Linked DNA regions of Sus scrofa: regions 2 and 3 are each linked to region 1. Evidence: chromatin contacts called from public HiChIP or PLAC-seq and promoter capture Hi-C data. All regions are on one chromosome and are shown on one strand. Each heading gives the region's core, a stretch centred on a gene start, on an enhancer-like site or on the middle of the called end of the contact. The rest is flanking DNA. Distances are from core to core; before and after follow the strand shown.

Region 1 (4,443 bases), core at 520-3,019:
AACCATAACATCAGTTAAAAGCCACACGAAGAACCAAACTCTTTCTCGGTTCTGTGTTTCAAAGTACAAGGGCAAAATTCCTTAAATTGACAACCAAAATACATACATCTGTGTCTCCGGAGCGCACCATCCACCTCCTAGCGCAGCGAGTCTCCATGCTGACTGACGGTTACAGGCACCTGAGGAATAGTTACATACCTGGAAGCTCCGCCCACATCAACATAATTGGATCAAGGGTAGAAAGGCACAAGAATTTTATAGTACCAAAGTGCTGCCAAGTTTGCAAACCATCTCTTCACGGTATTTAGGCCATCCCCTGGTCTTGCAGTCTGCGCTTCAACCTCTGGGAAGACCCCAAGACCGTAAGAGACAAGATCTTTTTTTGGTATCCTTTCACCAAAAACAAAAACAAACAAACAAAAAAAAGTCCCACCCCCGACATATCAAGCCAAGCGGAAAGAGCTTCAACGTTTGCTAGGCGTTGAGGCCACTTACCTTAAGGCTGCAGGTTTCCTCCTCTAGAGAAGCCATTTCTTCTAGAGAGGGTTTGCCAGGGGAGTCCCCTGACGAAAGGAACCCCTGTGAGCTCCGAATCAGGCCTCCCTTGGAGGCGGCCCCACCCACACCTGGGCCAGAGGAATGGGAGGAGGAAGAAGAGAGGAACTTCTGCGGCGGGATGAGCCCCAGGACAACCTCGGCGAGCAGGCCACATCTTCCTCCTTCTGGGCTTTCAGGCGCTTGGGGCTGCTGGCCCCTCCAGAACGCGCTGCAGAGCTGTGAGTTGGCCGGCTGGAGGGGGCCACATCACTGGGCTCCCGGAGGCAGCTGCGCTTGCGGGAACTCCGCTCCGAAGTGCTGCTCCAGTGGTACTTGACCTTGCGCCGCTCCGACGCCATGGGCACCTGCAAGGTAAAGAGGGGGCTGGAGTCCACCACCAGGCCTGCTGGCAGCCGCTCCTCAGACTCCCGCCATCCCAGGATCCCCTGGGGTAGGGCAAGCCAATTTGTCAGAGCCAGGGTCTGGCCTCACTGACCTTTCCCCCTTCTTTCCACTGCCCATCACAGTTCAAGGCTTCAGAGATGCCAAAGCGCTTCGAATGTGTGCGATTCCAAAGCGCTTCAGAGAATTCCAAATGATCCCAGGATTTACCAAAGGCTTCGTTCGATTCGGTTTCCAAGCCCACAACGTGCTTCCGCGATTACCAAGCGCTTCAGTTTGCACAGAGCTACTTTGCAGATGTCAAAGCGTTTCCGGGACTACGATGGAGCTGGCGATACAAAGCCTTTCAAAGGTGTCAGAGCTCTCCGAAAGGCCACAGGGAGCTGTTAGATCCACACCTGGAGGCCAGACCCGCAGTCCCTAGTCGGGCGCGCGGCCCGGAGGCCCGGAACGCCGAGCACGGGCCGCAGAGCAGGGCGGGACCCGGCGTGCAGTCCGCCCTGCCCCCGCGGCCCCGCCGACCAGCCCCGGGCCGCAAGGGGTTGAGCCGCCCTTCAGAAGCCGGCGGCGTACCAGTCCGCCTGCTTAGGGCGCCCCTGGGCCCGCCCCGCCCCGCCTTTGGTCCCTGCTGCAGCGGCCCAGACGTCGACCCCGCACCCCCCCCCCACGGCCCTGAGGTTTCGCACCGGCCGCCTGCTCGCTGACAGCCTTAGCCCCGCGGGGCTGGCCTTGCTTCTCCGGAGCTCGGACCACACTAGCCTTCGCTGCGTCCGCCTCCCGGAACGAGCCCTACGGCTCGCAGCTCCGGCGTGCGACGGGGGCGGGTCTTGCGCTGAACGAAGAACGCCCATTGCTCAAATGGAAAGAGGCGGGACTCCAAGCAAGACGGAGCTTGCCTGCTGGTCAGGAGGCTGGGAGGCGGGGCCCTACGCCTTACGAAGCTCATTCATTGGTTGGACGCTAGACCCGGCAGGGCCACTCACGTGTGCTGTAAGAGCGCGAAGCTGAGGCTGGGCCGCAGTGTCTCAGGTCTGCCAGCGATGGAGGTAGGGGGCGTTGGCGATCCCGGGTTCTCAGATTGCGGCTCTCTGCTGCTCAACGCTTTCCCTCCGCTTAGCCGGACGCATTCTGATCTGGATGCGCTCGTGAACCGACACCAACCTCATCAGCCCATTTACACAGGAGGAAACTGGCTCAGAGACCAAGTGACAAACCCGGAAAATGAAAGAATTGGAATTAGAAATTAGAAGCCGAGAGAGAGGGAGAAAGCTACCCCTCGCAAAAAAAAAAAAAAAAAAGACAAAGTTAAAAGACAACATACAAACTTGGAAAAATATTGGCAACACATGACAAAGGACTGATGTCCTAAACTACGCTAAAACTCTGGCAAGAAGATAATTTAGTGGGCGAAGGAAATGACCCGATGAACAGAAACAAATCACCAAGGCTAACATGAAAAAATGGCTCATTTAAAAAGTGCAAATAAAATTGTTTTCACTCATTAGATTAGCAATGATCAAAAAGCATGAGAATATCATTTGTAGCTAAGGATGTGGGGCAAAGTGCCCCCATATATCACCAATTGACGGTAAATTGGTGTAACATTTTGGAAGGCGGCCCTGTAGTAGCAAGAATGAAAACAGTATCCGGTGAGTGAGGCTAGTCACATAAATTACAGAATACCCATACAAAAGAATACCCGGCAAAAAGAATGAAGTAATCCAAAAGTACTGTTGAAGAAGATGTGAAAAAACACAGGATCCAGAGCATGAGTGAAAATATCTGTAGAAAAAAAGAAAAAAAATATATATATAATAAATGAGAGAGAAGCGGAGCCTTAAGATAAAAAAATTATTAAATATGTCAGAGTAACCACTGTGTATTTGTATTTCTAACAGCTTTACTGAGATGCAATTTACATAGCATGAAGTTCACTGATATATAATTCTATGGGTAATTTTATGTAATCAGAGTTGTCCAACCAGTACTGTAATCTAATTTTAGAACATTTCGTTACCCTAAAATCTTGTTTTCATTACCACTCCCCTCCAGAAAGCAACTCACACCCACCCCCAAGTACACACACACACTTGGTTTATCTCCATGGCTTTGACTGTTCTAGACATTTCATAAAAATGGAATTATATATAATTGGCTTCTTAGCATTATCTTTTCAAGATTCACCCATGTAGTATGCATCAGTCCTTTTTTTTGTCTTTTTAGGGCCACCCCCATGGCATATGGAGGTTCCCAGGCTAGGGGTCCAGTTGGAGCCGTAGCCACTGGCCTACCACAGCCACCACAGCCTCACCAGATGAGAGCCATGTCTGCAACCTACACCACAATTAACAGCAATGCCAGATCCTTAACCCACTGATAGAGGCCAGGGATCAAACCTGCATCCTCATGAATGCTAGTCAGATTTGTTTCTGCTGAACCACAGTGGGAACTCCAAGTACTTCATTTTTTATGGCTGAAAAATATTCCATTGTATGGATGTAGCTCATTCTGTTCATCTATTGAAGGACATTTGGGTTTTATCTACCCATGGCTATTAGGAATATTGCTGCTATGAACACTGGTGTGCACGTTTTTATATGAACATGTTTTCATTTCTCTTAGATTGATATCTGAGTGGAATTGCTAGGTCATATGGAAACTATGTTTAACCTTTTGAGGAACTTCCAACTGCTTTCCAGAGTGGCTGGCCATTTTACAATCCCACCAGCAATGTGTGAGGGCCCTAATTTCTCCATATCTTCCTGACACTTGTCTGCCTTTTTCACCCAGCCATCCAAGCAAGTGTGAGTGCTTATTTCATTGTGGTTTTGATTTTCATTTCCCTAATTGAACTCAGATAGTCAGCAGTGAGTAATGGCTCGAAGCGAGATTTTCATTTCCTGCTTAAGAACTGAACCTGGGTGGCATGGGTGAAAACCAGGAATCCCAGCCACTAGGCAACCAGGAGCTAGAGGCTAGAAATAGAGCTACCTTTTTTTTTCTTTTTTTTTTTTTTTTTGGCCTTTGTCTTTTTAGGGCCGCACCTGTGGCATACGGTGGTTCCCAGACTAGGGGTTGAATCAGAGCTGTAGCCGCCTGCCTATGCCAGAGCCACAGCAACGACAGATCTGAGCCACGTCTGTAACCTACACAACAGCTCATGGCAACGCTGGATCCTCAACCCACTGAACAGGGCTAGGGATGAACCGGCAACCTCATGGTTCCTAGTTGGATTTGCTTCCACTGTACCACAATGGGAACTCCAGTAGAGCTATCTTGATTCTTGTCCCTTTCAAGCAAGAATGTTTCAAAGAGGCAAACAGAGCACTTCTGGGACAATACACAGGGAAGCAGTTTGGAAATAAAGCAGCACACTCAGAGAGGATTGTGGATGTCCCTGCAAGTGGGGAGCTGCCAAAGGGGTGATTTTTTTCCACTTTTTAGGGCCACACCCCCAGATATGGAGGTTTGCAGACTAGGGGTTGAATCAAAGCTTCAGCTGCC
Region 2 (4,612 bases), core at 206-2,705, 71 kb after region 1:
ACATATACATATTCATTTTATTATTACTCTTTCCAGTGTATATTATATACTCTTTGTACAAATGGCATATATCATCTCAATTTTAAAAATATAAATTAACTATACTTTAGCAAAATGTGAAAAAATGAAAAAATAAATTTAAAAAAGGAAAAAATAAAGAACATATAGATACTACTTAAAAAATAAAGTGGGAGTTCCCGTCGTGGCGCAGTGGTTAACGAATCCGACTAGGAACCATGAGGTTGCGGGTTCGGTCCCTGCCCTTGCTCAGTGGGTTAACGATCCGGCGTTGCCGTGAGCTGTGGTGAAGGTTGCAGACGTGGCTCGGATCCCGCGTTGCTGTGGCTCTGGCGTAGGCCGGTGGCTACAGCTCCGATTGGACCCCTAGCCTGGGAACCTCCATATGCCGCGGGAGCGGCCCAAGAAATAGCAACAACAACAACAACAAAAGACAAAAAAAAAAAACAAAAAATAAAAAATAAAGTGGCACCAGTCACACCGACTTAAAACATAAAACTAAGAATTATAATTAACACTTCCTTATTACTTACAAGAATCTGACAAAAGGGGTCAAGTGCTTTTTATACAGTTTTTTCTAACCACCACCTCCAGTTTGCAGATTAAGAAGCTGAGGCCCAGAGAGGTTAAGCAACTTGCCCAAAGTCACCAGCTCGGATGAGATGGAGACTGGGATACAGACCTCTGGGCGCATGAGGGCTACACTGCTGCGCAGCCTCCCCCGGATGCCAAAACCTCAGCCTATCACCAGGCGCAAACAAATTACACCAAGGACAAGCAATATCCTGGCAGGGCCAGATACGGGGTTCAAATCCCACTCTACCACTTAGCAATGTCTTACCCCACCCATCCGCTTCCGCGAATGACTCTACCTCTAAATCCCAGGCCGCTGTGGGAATTAAATGAGATAAGCCGTGTCAGGTGCTTACATGGGGCCGAGCACACAAAAAGAACCAGTCATTTCTGACAGGAATCAGTTTAAGCTTTACTGTAACCAGGCAAGTCGAGCCTGACATTACTCAGCAACAGAGTAATAGCAGAACTCGTCCACGATCACCTAACACCTTCCCGAGGACCACATTGGGCTCCAGAGAGGGGGCAGTGCCTGTCCGGGGAACAGCGAGGCTCGGGTCCAGGACGGCAGCGCCGAAAGCCCCTCGGATCAGGATTCACATAAACAGAGGTGGGGAGAGGGCTGAGCGGGGTCGCAGGGGGACAACTCACCGAACTGCATCCAGTCCCACTCGCTCAGCGTGTCCATGTTGCGGCACAGGTCGTCCAGCACCCAGGAGGGCAGCTGGTAGATGTAGCAGGACATGGCCGGGCTTCGCGGGCCGGCGGGAAGGCTCGCAGACAAATGAGTCGAACTCGGCTGGACTCAGCTTCTCTAGCTGCAGGCGGGGAGATGCACCCCCGTCGGCCGCCCGGGAAGTGGGCGGGGCTTCCCTGTGTGCGATCGCCCCCAGCGGCCACCGAGGGCATGACGCCTCCCGGCGGGCTGAGCGGCTGTGAAACTAGGAGGATCCCAGCCGGGAGGGGAAACCAACCCATATTTGGGAGGCAACACGTTTAAGGCCACCTGGGAATCCAGTGACAGTCCCGAGAGAACTTCTGACTCCACTTCTAGGGTTTTTGGCGCTCCACCATATATGATTCATTCAACGGATAGTCTATTAATTACCTGCTATATGTCAGGCACTGTCTAGGTGTTGAACATGCATAAGGGGAGAAAACTTTATAAAGTCCTTGTACTTATGGGACTTACAATCTAGATGGACCGGAGTGGGGCCAGAACTAGCAATAAATAAAGATACTGAATAAGTAAGTTACTTAGAATGCTAAGAGGTAGTAAGTGATATTGCAAAAGAGAAAAAAAGTTCTTTAAGAGGAATCAGGAGTTAGAGCAAACAGGGAAAAGACTCTATACTAAATAGGATGGTGAGGATAGACTGTGATTATAATGGCTAATATTTACTGATTCCCTCCTCCATACTATGCACTGTTCTAGGTGCTGGGGATCCTTCTGAAGAAAACAGGGCAAAATTCCTGCCTTGGATGGAGATAACACAACAAGCAATAAAATGCTAAATAAGTAAATAATTTAGCTCTTTAGAAGGTAATAGGTAATGTTTGGGAATAAAAGTAGAGTACTGTAAAAGAGGGCAGGAGAGTGGCTAATTCCATTATTCACTGTCTTAGAAGGTGATAAATACTATTGGGGCAAAGCAGAGTATGGTGAGAGGAACTGGGGAGCAAACTGAATTATTATTAAGTAGGGTAGAAGAATGTAACTGCTAATTTTATTAAGCATTTATGATGGGCAAACTTCACCAGGCTTATTTTACTTAAAATGATCTTATGTGTCTCCCTCAACGTACACATGAGGAAACTGAGACACAGAACAGTCAAATAACTTGCCTAAAATCAGCGGTACAAAGTGGCAGAGCTGGAATCCAGTCTGACCATTAGCTACAAACTGCCTCTTTATTGTAATAACTACCATTTATCTACACCTGCAATGTGCTTTGTGGAAATCATTTTATGTGATTCTCATAATCCTGTGTTACAAATATTATTAATCCCTTTTTTACACAAAAGTAAATGGGTTCTGGAGTTCCCTGGTGGCCTGTTGGGTTAAGGATCTGGCATTGTCACTACTGTGGCACAAGTCACTACTGTGGCACAAGTATGATCCCTAGCTCGGGAACTTCCCCATGCCACAGGCCTGGGGAAAAAAAAAAAAAGTAAGTGGATTCCAAGGAGTTAAGCAGCATCATTGAGGGCAGACTGAGCACCTCTTTGGAGCCCTAAACATCGGCTGTTGAAAGAAGAAGGAAACAAAAATGAAATTTATTTTTTAATTTTTTATTTTTTGGCTGCCTCTTGGCACATGGAGTTCCCAGGGCAGGGGTCAGATCCAAGCCTATAGGTTACGACCTACATCACAGCTGTGGCAATGGCAATGACCTACACTGCAGCTGCAGCAATGCCAGATCCTTAACCCACTGCACCACAGCAGGAACTCCTTGATTTCTACATCTTTAAAGTGGGAGTAATCATTCCTATGGCCTTGTGAGCAAGGGAAGAGGATTAAATCAATCTACAGAAAATACAATTGATTAGTTTATAATCAATTGTTGATTACATCAATTTAGACAGGGTCTTCCTTGCACAAAGACTGTGGTCAAAAAGTGATAGCTGCCAGGAGTTCCTGTCGTGGCTCAGTGGTTAACGCATTCAACTATGAACCATGAGATTGCGGGTTCAATCCCTGGCCTCACTCAGTGGGTTAAGGATCCGGTGTTGCTGTGACCTGTGGTGTAGGTTGCAGATGAAGCTCAGATCCCATGTTGCTGTGGCTCTGGCATATGCTGGTGGATACAGCTCCGATTAGACCCCTAGCCTGGGAATCTCCATATGCTGTGGGTATGGCCCTATAGAGACCAAAAAAAAAAAAAAAAAAAAAAAAAGACAGAAAGTGGTAGCTGCCATTGATAATATTGTTGGTTTGTTGGTTTTGTTTTTTTGTTTTGTTTTGTTTTTTCCCGTCATGCCGGCGGCATGTGGAAATTCCTGGGCCAGGGATTGAACCTGAGGCACAGCAGCAACCCAAGCCTCTGCAGTGACAACACACTGGATCCTTAACTTGCTGTGCCACAAAAGAATTCCCAATAATATTGAGAAGAACACCCACTGACCTTGGAGTCCTACCGGGATACTGGTCCTTGTTCATCCACAATCTGGTTCTTTATCCTTAAGCCAGTTGGCAGTTTTTTTCTTTTGTAAATTGAGTATCCTGACTCACCCACTTTGAAGGATTTCTATGAAGCTTAAATGGACCCCAAAATGCTCAGGATAAACTGTAAAGTGCTGAGCCCAGTAAGGAGTCACTGATGTTCCAGAGTTCTGAGACTACTCTTCAGGGGTGTCTTGTGTTGCAGCAGTGGTTGAAGGAGAGTTTTTTGTTTTTTTGTTTTTTGGTTGATTGGTTTTTTGTTTGTTTGTTTTTTGTTTTTGTTTTTGTTTTTTGGTCTTTTTAGGGCTGCACTCACATCATATAGAAGTTCCCAGGCTAGGGGTCAAATCAGAGCTGTAGCTGCCAGCCTACATCACAGCCCCAGCAACTCGGGATCCGAACTGCGTCTGCAACCTATGCCACAGCTCATGGCCATGCCAGATCCCTCACACACTAAGCGAGGCCACGGATCAAACCCACATCCTCATAGATACTAGTTGGGTCAGTACTGCTGAGCCACGACAGGAACTCCTGAAGGAGAGATTCGAGGTAGAGGAGCTCCAGGGATAGTCTGATGGAGGGCAAGTGGGATACAGATCCCAAGTAGTAGGTCCCCAGATTACCCATAAGTTCTGTCTAACTTGGCTACAAATTAGAGGTTCCCAGGACCCCTCCTCAAGTTCAATTAATTTGCTACAGTGGGTCATAGAATTCAGGGAACCATTGAGATTTACCAGTGTATTAAAGGATATGAGGGGTGTTCCCTCTGTGGTGCAACAGAATCAGCAGTGTCTTGGCGGTGCTAGGACGCAGGTTCAATCCCCAGCCCCGCTCAGTGGGTTAAGAATCCAGTGTTGC
Region 3 (4,181 bases), core at 1,572-4,071, 87 kb after region 1:
ACATGAGGTTGAGAGAAAAAAGCCAGACAGAATAGGACACATTCTGCAGGAAGAGATCAAACTAGTCAATGGTGTGAAAAATCAGAAGAGTGTAAAGGGGCAGGAGGGAACTTTCTGGGATGGTGGAAAGATTCTATTCTGTAACTTGATCTAGGTGTTGTCAAAACCCATCAAACCCTAAGATCTGTGTATTTTACTATATGTAAATTACACCTGAATTTAAGAAACAAAACAAATATATCTTTTTTTTTTTTTTAAGGGCTGCAGCGGCATATGGAAGTTCCAGGCTAGGGGTCAAATCAGAGCTGCAACTGCCAGCCTATGCCACAGCAACTCAGGATCAAAGCTGTGTCTGCGACCTACACCACAGCTCATGGCAACACCAGATCCTTAACCCACTGAACAGGGCCAGGGATCGAACCCACATCTTCATGGATACTAGTCAGGTTCATTACCGCTGAGCCACAATGGGAACTCCCAAAACAAATACATCTTAAACAAAAAAAAAAAAAAAAAAAGGAGTTGTTCCCATCATGGCTGAGTGGTTAACAAACCCAACCAGTATCCATGAGGATGCAGATTCGATCCCTGGGTTAAGGATCTGGTGTTGCCATGAGCTGTGGTTTAGGTCCCAGATACGGTTCAGATCCTGCATTGCTGTGGCTGTGGTGTAGGCTGGCAGCTATAGCCCTGATTTGACCCCCTAGCCTGGGAACCTCCATTTGCTTGGGTGCAGCCCTAACAAGACAAAAAAAAAAGGAGAGTGAAAGGAGACAAATCCCCAGGACTAAGAGTCAGTTTAAGGAGGGAGGAGTTTGTCTCAGAATAAAAACAGTATGTGTTTCTAGGGCACAAACTTGCTTGAAGATTTGGTGGGAAAATTTAAGAAATGTAAAGTGGGAAGTTATTTTTTTTATTGAACTAAAATACACATAATATAAAACTATTTTAACCATCTTAAGTGTATAGTTTAGTAACATTAAGTACGTCTGCACGGGAAGTAATTTTTTTGAAATGTTTATATTAAATCAGGAACAAATAAATTTTGGAGAAGGATGCAAAATCCACAAAATTTCCTAGAAAAAATAGGAGACTACAGAAATGTTGATGCCTGGCACAACTGTGCTCTTCCTCATTTGATATTAAGGGAACTTTGATGTAAAAGTTTAAAGAGCATTACTAAGTACACCACCCTCAAGGAAAAAAAGATCCATGGAGATCCTGCAAGGGGAGTTCCCGTAGTGGCTCAGCAGAAACAAATCAGACCTGGAGTTCCCGGTTGTGGTGCAGTGGTTAATGAATCCGACTGGGAACCACGAGGTTGCAGGTTCGATCCCTGGCCTCGCTCAGTGGGTTAAGAATCCAGTGTTGCCGGGACCTGTGGTGTAGGTTGCAGAGGCAGCTCAGATCCCGAATTGCTGTGGGTGTGGTGCAGGCAGGTGGCTACAGCTCCAATTGGACCCCCAGCCTGAGAACCTCCATATGCCTCGGGTGCGACCCTAAAAAGACCAAAAAAAAAAAAAAAAAAAAAAATCTTGCAAGGAAGGTAGTGAAAATTAAGCAAGTATTAACTTCTCTTCTTGAAAGCCAAGGAAGATGACTGCCTCCTTGGGCAGTAAAGCCTAGATATCCCCCACCTGGGTTACTAGGACAGTTTCTTAACCTTTACCAGTAGTCTTTCCCCTCCAAACCACTTTGCCACCTGGTAAGCTTTTCAGTGTTATGTCTGGCAACGCCATTCCCTGCTTAAAACTTTCAATGGCCCCATTTCTCAGGGATAAAGTAAACTTTCAGGCTTCCTCTCCCACCATTCCATACCCTCTCCTCTCCCCAAGACCCCAGGTGGTAGGTTCACTCTGCCTATTACTCTCACCTCCTAACCCGGTTGGTTAGATCCCATTCAAACCCTGCAGAATTCTCTTTCTTCTCCGAAAGCGCACACCCCTCCCTTTCTCTGAGCTGGTGCCCCGCCGAACTCTGCTCCAACCACAACACTTAGGACACTGGCTAGTTCTTATCTATTTATGCATTTGTCTCGTCTACTGCACTGGACCATGTACTTCATGAACGCAGGGATCTGAGGCGGAGCTGGCCCACTGGGCACATCAGAGGATATGAGATTCTCCCCTTCACATACAGAACAAATGGGCGTCAGGGATGGAATACACATGTGGCCATCATCAAATGCAAATTATTCAGTTTTAGAACAATGGGCTGTCACGTACTGGCAGCGTCAACCTCTCTGGGGCCTCAGTTACTCAAGGGTAAAATGGGAATACTAACGACAATAGCATCTGCCTTCCCGGATCGGGAGGGGACTCGGTGAGACGTGCCACCGTTGGTTGCCGTTGTTATCAGGCCTGGAGCACTGGGCGCAGCTCAGCACGGGCGACGGCAGGCGCTCGCTGCCCACGGGGACAAAGCGGCGGCGCGGCCCGGCGCGACAGGACGACCCCGGCCAACCTACCTCGGTAACTGTGGATGCGGCGGCCCGTGCCGGGGGGGAGCGTCGGGTAGGGCTGCGGCTCGCCGTCGAAGTTGAGCCACACGGGCAGCACGACGCGCGGGCTGCGGTTGCAGAAGATGACCTGGGACGGCTCCCGCGAATTCACCGAGCGCAGCACAGGCCGGGACCGCCCGGCCTCCATCTCCTTGGCGCCCAGCTCTTTGGAGTCAGACTCTTCCGTGCCAGACTCGGCGCCCGCCTCCTCCGCGCCGGCCCGGGCCTCTTCCGCGTTCCCCGCCTTCCCAGCCTTCCGGGGCATTACGTCGGACAGCCTGGACTACCCGGGCCTCGCCGGGCGGGGCGGGGGCGGGGCGTGCGTGCGCGTCCCCGGGCCTGCGCGCTGTTTTCGCGCGCGCTCGATGGAGAGGGTGGGCTACACCCCCTAAGATGGCTGGTTTGAGGCTGCGCGCATGCGCAGGTGCATCCTCTAAGCAGGGGCCGAGACCTTGCTGAGGCCGAGGCTATCACTGGCTATCCGGATGCCCGGTTTCCCGTATAAGTTGGATTCATGTGCGACCCATACGTTTTTGGCACAGCGTTCTTTAGCTCCATTCATTCTCTTAAGACCTTCGTGGTTTTTGTTATATCCTGCCCAACATCTGCGCTGTTTAATAATTTTCTCATTGATCATTTTTCTCTTTTGTCTCCATTTTGGGTCACAAAATTCGAATTTTGCACAGAAAAGTAGAATAAAGTGAAAATTTAGCTATCATCCCACTTCCCCCAGCCGCCTAGAGGTCCCTGGAGGCAACAAATATCATCAGTTTTTTTGTTCTTCCCTTCCAAGTTGTTCTACACATACGCAAGCAATTAAACATGTTTAGGAATTTTTTTTTTTTTTTTTTTTCGCCACCTGGGCATGCAGTTCCTGGGCCAGAGATCAGATCTGAGCTGCAATTGCGACCTATACTGCGGGTGCAGCGACGCTGGATCCTTTAACCCACAAACCTGTGTCCTGGCGCTTCAGAGATGCTGCCAATCCTGTTAGGTCACAGTGGGAACTTCAAAAAGGAATTTAATATCACTACAGTCAATGGAAATTCATTTACTATAGAAGGGTACAGTGGAACTAATCTCAAAACAAGTTACCGGGTTTTATCTATTAAACAAACGTAAAGGCGCTGAGCCTGCACTCTTCTTAAACAGCCAGGCGTTAGATGTTAGATACTGAGTGTTTAGTTGTTAAGTCAATTTTTTTCTGGACATAATTAGAAAGATTAAAGGAAACTGAAAAGGGAATCATTTTCATAGTTCAGTCTCTGCACTCTGTAATTCGTACCCACCTGGGTTCTCATTCCAGGTTTAGCTTCAAGTATGTGATCTTATTGCAGAAACCCTGGCAGCGGAAGGAGACAAAGGGCACTTGGAGATGCAGACAAAAGAAGGGTTTATTCAGCCCCTGTGCAGGCTCAGAGGAGCTCAGGCTCCAGAGTCTGAGCACCAGGTCTTTGGTCTCAGCAGCTTTTATACAATACAGCGTCTTGTTCTTTCCATGTAAGCAGCCAGGGACCTCCCCTTTCCCCTAGCAGACAGTGTTCCTGCCTAAGAAACTGAGCAAGCAAGGTTGCAGAAGCAAAACTGATAAGCAATGCTTGGATCACTCACTATTAGCAGGGCTGCTAGCTTGGACATAGGGCATGAAGTTGCTACAGAATTACAAGAAGGATGGTATGAG

What was found. Promoter capture Hi-C pulls out the DNA fragments that hold promoters and counts their contacts. HiChIP or PLAC-seq counts read pairs in DNA pulled down with a chosen protein or histone mark.
Region 2: a promoter capture Hi-C map of fetal skeletal muscle shows a contact between it and region 1, with 2.4 times the contacts expected there. The contact joins the promoter of IRAK2 here to the promoter of TATDN2 in region 1. A contact is called at or near these places in 2 of 5 promoter capture datasets (fetal skeletal muscle and liver), 4 of 47 Hi-C or Micro-C datasets (blood, embryonic fibroblasts, heart right ventricle and 1 more) and 1 of 2 datasets of contacts at active chromatin or transcription factors (alveolar macrophages).
Region 3: an H3K27ac HiChIP or PLAC-seq map of alveolar macrophages shows a contact between it and region 1. The contact joins the promoter of VHL here to the promoter of TATDN2 in region 1. A contact is called at or near these places in 2 of 5 promoter capture datasets (fetal skeletal muscle and liver), 2 of 47 Hi-C or Micro-C datasets (embryonic fibroblasts and skeletal muscle) and 1 of 2 datasets of contacts at active chromatin or transcription factors (alveolar macrophages).

Annotation. Positions count from the first base shown.
Region 1 is chr13:66,418,798-66,423,240 of Sscrofa11.1, reverse strand. TATDN2 (putative deoxyribonuclease TATDN2) reads right to left here and starts at 1,769. Exons shown (of 9, transcript XM_003132363.6): 1 at 1,034-1,769; 2 at 662-902; 3 at 496-659. The coding sequence starts at 896.
Region 2 is chr13:66,347,449-66,352,060 of Sscrofa11.1, reverse strand. It overlaps IRAK2 (interleukin-1 receptor-associated kinase-like 2), which reads right to left and starts at 1,455. Exons shown (of 13, transcript XM_021069319.1): 1 at 1,243-1,455. The coding sequence starts at 1,336.
Region 3 is chr13:66,333,175-66,337,355 of Sscrofa11.1, reverse strand. It overlaps VHL (von Hippel-Lindau disease tumor suppressor), which reads right to left and starts at 2,821. Exons shown (of 3, transcript XM_003483214.4): 1 at 2,468-2,821. The coding sequence starts at 2,765.